Regions from separate parts of the Gossypium arboreum genome. Here region 2 is linked to region 1. Evidence: chromatin contacts called from public Hi-C data. All regions are on one chromosome and are shown on one strand. Each heading gives the region's core, a stretch centred on a gene start, on an enhancer-like site or on the middle of the called end of the contact. The rest is flanking DNA. Distances are from core to core; before and after follow the strand shown.

The links. Hi-C and Micro-C count contacts between places; a contact is called where the count stands out from the background.
Region 2: a contact with region 1 is called in a Hi-C map of leaf, with 2.3 times the contacts expected there. The contact joins the promoter of LOC108467934 here to the promoter of LOC108460582 in region 1. A contact is called at or near these places in 2 of 5 Hi-C or Micro-C datasets (both in leaf).

What each region holds. Positions count from the first base shown.
Region 1 is chr4:98,257,166-98,260,377 of ASM2569848v2, forward strand. It overlaps LOC108460582 (OVARIAN TUMOR DOMAIN-containing deubiquitinating enzyme 10-like), which reads right to left and starts at 1,780. Exons shown (of 11, transcript XM_053027385.1): 1 at 1,121-1,780.
Region 2 is chr4:98,458,076-98,461,287 of ASM2569848v2, forward strand. LOC108467934 reads left to right here and starts at 1,609. Exons shown (of 7, transcript XM_017768763.2): 1 at 1,609-2,010; 2 at 2,099-2,195; 3 at 2,292-2,407; 4 at 2,499-2,543; 5 at 3,100-3,125. The coding sequence starts at 1,653.

The DNA.
Region 1 (3,212 bases), core at 530-3,029:
AAATCCTAAAACTGCAATTACCCTGAAAACCACAGGGCAAAGGCTCTGCTGCAAGCATCAAACTAAGAAACTGCAGCAATACATTTTCTTTGTGGAAAGTTATGGAAACCTAGAAAGCTAAGTAGTCATATCTATTTGCTCTAGTTTTTTCAAACTATTTAAGTCAATTGTCTATACAGCACCAAGTTCTACATGAACTATATTTGTATTGATGATACTTTGTGAAAGTTCATTCAAAATAATTAAAATTAATTGCAAAAAGATACTAAAAATTCTGTAAATAAACAAATGATGAAGTATCAATTTATTTTCTTCAATCTGAGGATACCTTCTCCTTCAAATATATCTTTAAAAAAAGTAAGCACTATTGATAATGAGTTAAGAATCAAGACCACCTTGTCTAAAAAGAAACCCAAAAGGAGTTATGAGAAAGATATTCTTTTCATTTCAGACAAAACCCCAAATAAGAATAACTTTGTAATAAAGGCAACAAAAAGGACTACATTAAAAAAGTTTGTTTTAGTGGATTTTCATTGCACCACAGAATAAAAATGTTAGCTCTCTAAATTTACCGGTGGAATCAATTCTATTCTATCCTAAAGCAACCATCTTAAAAGATAATAAATAAAAAATTGTCGAAGTCAAATTAGATAAAAATACTTTCTTTATTTACACTTTGATCTAGATCCAATTCTAAGATGCTCTCCACTTAGAGTTTCATTTCTGAATAAACTACTGAAAATTTAATGACGAAAACGACAATTAATTCTTTAAGGTTTCTCTTATGCCTGGATATAATTTACAGTTCATACACACGATTTCATAACATATACAAAACCATGGAAACCACAAAGCACAAAACTCAAAATTTCCAAAAAAAAAAAAAAACACGTCGATTCAAATGAAAACTTGATGTAGCCGATCAAACATAGAAACACAAGGATTAAAAAGAAAAAATCCGAACTTTATCATTAAGCAACCTAAAAACATGAAAAAGAAAAAAACCCAGAATTCAGAAAACACTAATAAACAATACGAATTAAACCCAGAAATAGGTGATCATTTCCAAGTCCATTCAATCAAAACAATAAAAAAAAGATCTGGAATTTACAGTACTCACCAAACCAGGAAGGTTGAAACTTTAGTTTCAAAAGGAAAAAACAAGACACAAAAGCAAACAAGGAACTATTTCACAAGAAACAATGGAGTACACGAGTGACTTAAGATAACGATCGAACGTTGAATTTTTTGAAACGAAAAAAAAATACATAAATAAAAAAAGGGGAAAAAGCTAAAACAGCTTCATTTTGACGTATTTATAAACAAATTGTTGTTTCCCGCGGGCGTTAAAAAGACAAGCAAGTCCCGATCCGATTCCGTACGGATGGCCCTTTCAACCGTTGGATCAGAGTTTCGAGCGGACGTGATATTCCGTTGAGTTTAAGCGGCATCTTCTAATTCCATTTAATGAGTTGTTCTGAATTTTTAAAGGAGACCGGCGAATAATTGGTTTTTGAGTTGAAAACTATGCAAAATGAAGTGTTTGAGATCCTTCCATTAATTGGAGCAATTACGAGATCTAGGGCTGCGAATTTGATCTGCTTAGGTTGCTGCGAATTTGACGGTTCTGACCTTTGCCTTGAAATCAATTTTATTGCCTAAGATTTCAATTAACAATTTAAAATGGTTGTTATTCGGAAAAAGAGAAAATACAATTTAAAAATGGTCCAAAACAGTCCAACTCCGTCCTCTCTCATATTCACATCAACATCATACTAGGTACCTCATCTTATTTTTATTCAAGTTTTTATATTTGTATCCACATTTGGATTTGCTAGTAAACTCAAACATTTTACGAGTTGCATGAAAATTGCAATAATTTGTTTATTTTATTTTGACAATTGTAAATTATACATCATCTTCATTTTAAGTACTCAAAATAAAATAAAAATTATGATTTAAGTACTTATGTTAATTATTTTGGTCAATTATAAGCGATTAATTGACATGGCAATTACAAAAATCAATATAATAATAAATTTAGCCTTAAATTTTTACATATTATATTAATTTAGTTATAATTTTAAAAATTAACTCTCAATTTATAAATTATCTCAATTTGATCTTAATTCTAAAAATTTAAAGAAATATATAAAAATACATAAATATTTTTTGAAAAATATAATAATAAATTTATATTTTATATAAATATTTATATTAATATTAAATAAATATAATTATATTAATATTAAATAAAATAAAATCCCCCACTCCCGTTGCTCTCTCCCTTCAAACCTCCCCCACCACCGTCCTTGTCTCCTTTCCCTTCACCCCTACTCAAGGCGATGAAAAGTTGTTAGTCTTTTTATTTTGTCTCTCAAAGATGGAATTGAAATAACTTTTTTTGGGAGATTTTTTCGCCTCTTATTTTCTGTTTTTCCTTTTTCTAAGAAGAAACAGAGAAGAGAAAAAATATAGGTAGAGAAAAATAGAGATAATGAGTATAGTGAATGTTAATAGCAACCAAGTTACATTCTTCAAGAGGCATTCTTGGTTGCTTAAAAAATGGGAGGGACAATGGTGGGGGAGGTCCGATGCAAGAGAGAAGAGGGACGAGGATGGGAGAATTTTTGTTTTATTTAATATTAATACTAATATTAATATAAAATTTAAATTTATTATTATATTTTAAAAATATTTATGTATTTTATTTTTAGAAGTAGGATCAAATTGAGATTATTTGTAAATTTTAAGGATTAATTTTTTTAAAATTATGGTTAAATTTCTATAACATGTAAAAGTTGAGGACTAAATTTGTTATTATATCGATTTTTTAACTGTCACGTCAACTTGCTATTTGTGATTTTAACAAGAGTGACCAAATTATTAAACTATGTAACGTGGGTGCTTAAATTACAAACTTCTTATTTTGGATACTTAAAATAAAAAAGTTTTAATAGCTAATTGACTATTTGTGTAGTTCACCCTTAAAAAAAAAAACAATACCATACTTTTTTTTAAAAGGAATTGGGCTTGCATTTAAACAAACAAACAGTAAGTCCAACAAGTGAAACCAACAGAAAATAAACCAAACAAAGCAAACCAAAACAAAAGCCCAATACAAACGCCCACTCTGGAAACAAAACCCTAAATAAACAAACGATAAGCAGTTCCAATAGCCAACTAGATGGCAATAGAGGCAGCTAAAACGC
Region 2 (3,212 bases), core at 359-2,858, 200 kb after region 1:
TCGAGAAGTAATAGACAAAGCTCAATTTGGAACTCGATATGGAAAATTCAAGGTACCTTAAGAGTTAAGAATTTCATACAGAGAACTTGTAATAATGTTATCGAGCTTTGTCAAACAAGTGTCCAAGATACAATGATGAGGTTGAATCTCTTGAGCATATTTTGTTTGGCTGTCGAATTGCAAAAGCGGTTTGGAGAGCATCTTCGCTTCACTATGATCCTACAAATATTGATTTCTCTAGCTTTTTTAACTGATGGATTGAGACAAATGAGCAATTTCTAAATTTTGGGTCTTCCTCGACCACAAGTATGACAGCTTGGGTATGTTGAGAAATATAGAGTTGGAATTTATGGATGTCTGAAAGCATTAATACTGACCCCATACAAATTTGGAGTGATGCTTGGAGGATTTTTTGAGTCTCTAAAGACTGAGGAGAATGTTTTGTCTCAATCAGCGCCTTGAATATTCGACTACTTCATGGAGCCCGCCTCTGTATAGTGTTATTAGATGCTTCCTTTGATAAGCAAATGCTACATTTGCCCGGGGGCCGTGGCAGCGATGGTTTATTCATTAGAGGTGCAAATGCCTTAATCTTTGATGGATTTCCTTTTGTGGTATGATAAAAACTAAAGGTGAGTAAAATTCGATTCGATTAAAAAAATTGAAAAAAAAATTCGAATTATTCGAATTGAATTAATTGAGTTAATTGAATCAACTTAATTTTTTTCGAATTTCAAGTTTAAATCAAATTAAATTTTTTAATTCGAATAAGCCAAATACTAAACCGTTTTACTCCCTTCCCCCGCCCCCACTCAAACCCTTTTATTTTTCCTCAACCCCTGAAATTTTTTTCCCCATAAAAAAATTACTTTTCCCAGACCCTGAACTATTTTTTTCTTTTACTTTCTCTCCAAAACTTTTACTTCTCCAAATCCCTATCTTTTTTCCTTTTGCTTTCTCTTAAACCCTAAATTTTTTTTCGAATTTATATCTACTATTTATGTTATTGAATTAAGTTTCACATTTTGTATTATTTATTTATTAAATTGTTTAATCATGATGAATCTTTATTAATATGTTAAAATTGAATTATTGATAATGCCATAAAATATTCATGTTAAATATTTTATGTTTGTATCAATTTCATATTTTATCTTTAAAATAACTTATCGAAGATAATTGAAATAACTAAATAACCAAAATAGTGACAAGTATATAAAAGACTAATAAATAAATTACGGATGGATGGAAGTTAATAACATTATGGTGGACAAATTTATTTTTTTAATTTACTATTTGATTTGATTCGAATTCCATCTTACTCGATTCGATTCGAAAAAATTTTAAATCAAATTAGGATGATAAAATAGGATTCATCAACTCAATTAACTCAACTTTTTCCATTCAATTCGATCAGATTTAACGCTCACCCCTACTAAAAATAAAATTTTTCACTTTACTTATTCAAGTGTATTTAATATTAGAATATTTATTTAACGAAATGGACCGACTTTATCATCACTGATTGATCAAATGATCAGAAATTGATTTGATTTTCAGTGCGAAAGTTTAATGGTAGGGTGTGGAATACACCGCACTGCACATATATAAAAAACATAAAATGATAAAATAAAGTGAACAAATTTCAAATTATGAAATCAGCGTTACGGAACGCTTACTACTTCACTCTCTCTCGCTACTCCTTAAACCCTAACCCCTCACTTCTTCAAATTGCTCCCTTCATTTCCACTTTTCCTTCGCTTCCCTCTGTCCTTTCCAGAAACCATCCCTTTCGTTCCCCTCTCTGCGCCACTCTCATGGCCGGCGGTGATTACGACTCGCCGCAAACCTCTCCTTCTCTGGAGAAACAGTTCGAGAAGTTCCGAGTCCAGCTTGAAGATTCTGGCAGCTTACGGGAACGCATACGCGCCGTCGTTCTGGAAATCGAGTCGGCGACTAGGCTCATGCAAGCTAGCCTCCTCCTCGTTCACCAATCTAAACCAATTCCCGGTAACATTCTTCTTTTGCTTCTTCAAATTATATGGTTTTTGGAATATTACCTATTTTATAATTTTTACGCATATGTTTATATCAACAGAGGTTTTGCAGAAGGCAAATTCTCAGATTAACGTACTAAAGGGTCTTTACAATAAACTTGCTGAAGTTGTTAGGGAATGCCCTGGACAATATTACAGGTGAGATTCATTGGAGATTTTGGTTAATTTCAAATTTTATTTTAGTAGAAATTTTTGTGTTCTTGATGTGGTGTTCGGGTGTGTTACTGTGTTTAGGTATCATGGGGATTGGAGGAGTGAAACTCAAATGGTAGTTTCTTTGCTTGCCTTTATGCATTGGTTGGAAACTGGAAATCTGCTTATGCATACTGAAGCTGAGGAAAAACTTGGATGTATGTTTCAGTAATGAATATTTATTCGGTTTTACGAGTAATTTTTGTATTTGCTAATGAAGACAAATGAGAAAGTTGGTTGTTTTGGCAGTGAACAATTCGGATTTTGCTTTAGACCTGGAGGATTATCTTGTTGGTATGTGCTGAAAGCTTCTCTAATTGAAGAGTTCTATACTCTCATGGATTGAACCGTTTGTTCCGTACTATTTTTTTCTCTAATCTTATAAAGATTCAATTTTCTTTAGCTAGCCTGAAGTATTCTAGTTATTGAATGGAAAGTAAATGTGATTGACCACATCAATAGGCAGGATGAAATTCTTTGTACATTCTAATGCATTAGAGTCTTTTTCTTTATTAAAATGGCCAGGGTAGTTAACTGAACTTCAGTTTTCCATTTTTTTGGTTCATCTTATTCAAATGAGGACTGTCTCGTCAGACCAATTGATACTTGTGTTAAAATATTTTTAAGAGATTCACCTATCATATATGCTGTTTGTATTTTTTGATGAACTAAATGAAGCATTGTTGATTAATCACCTTTTCTGATTATTGTCATTCTTCAGTTTTTATGGTTTTTCTCCCTATATGTGCAAGAAACATGCAATGTCTATTACTTTGCATCTGAATTTGAGGGTTATTATTTTTCTGCCAATTGAATATACTGATCTGGGAATCTTTTTGATCTCTTGCAGGTGTTTGTTTCATGTCAAATGAAATGGTAAGAAATATGTCAGAAACTTGCTTTCCCGGGCTTTTCAAATTGACAAATGCGTTCTTCCTAGTCTATTGTTTTCGTGTATTTTTT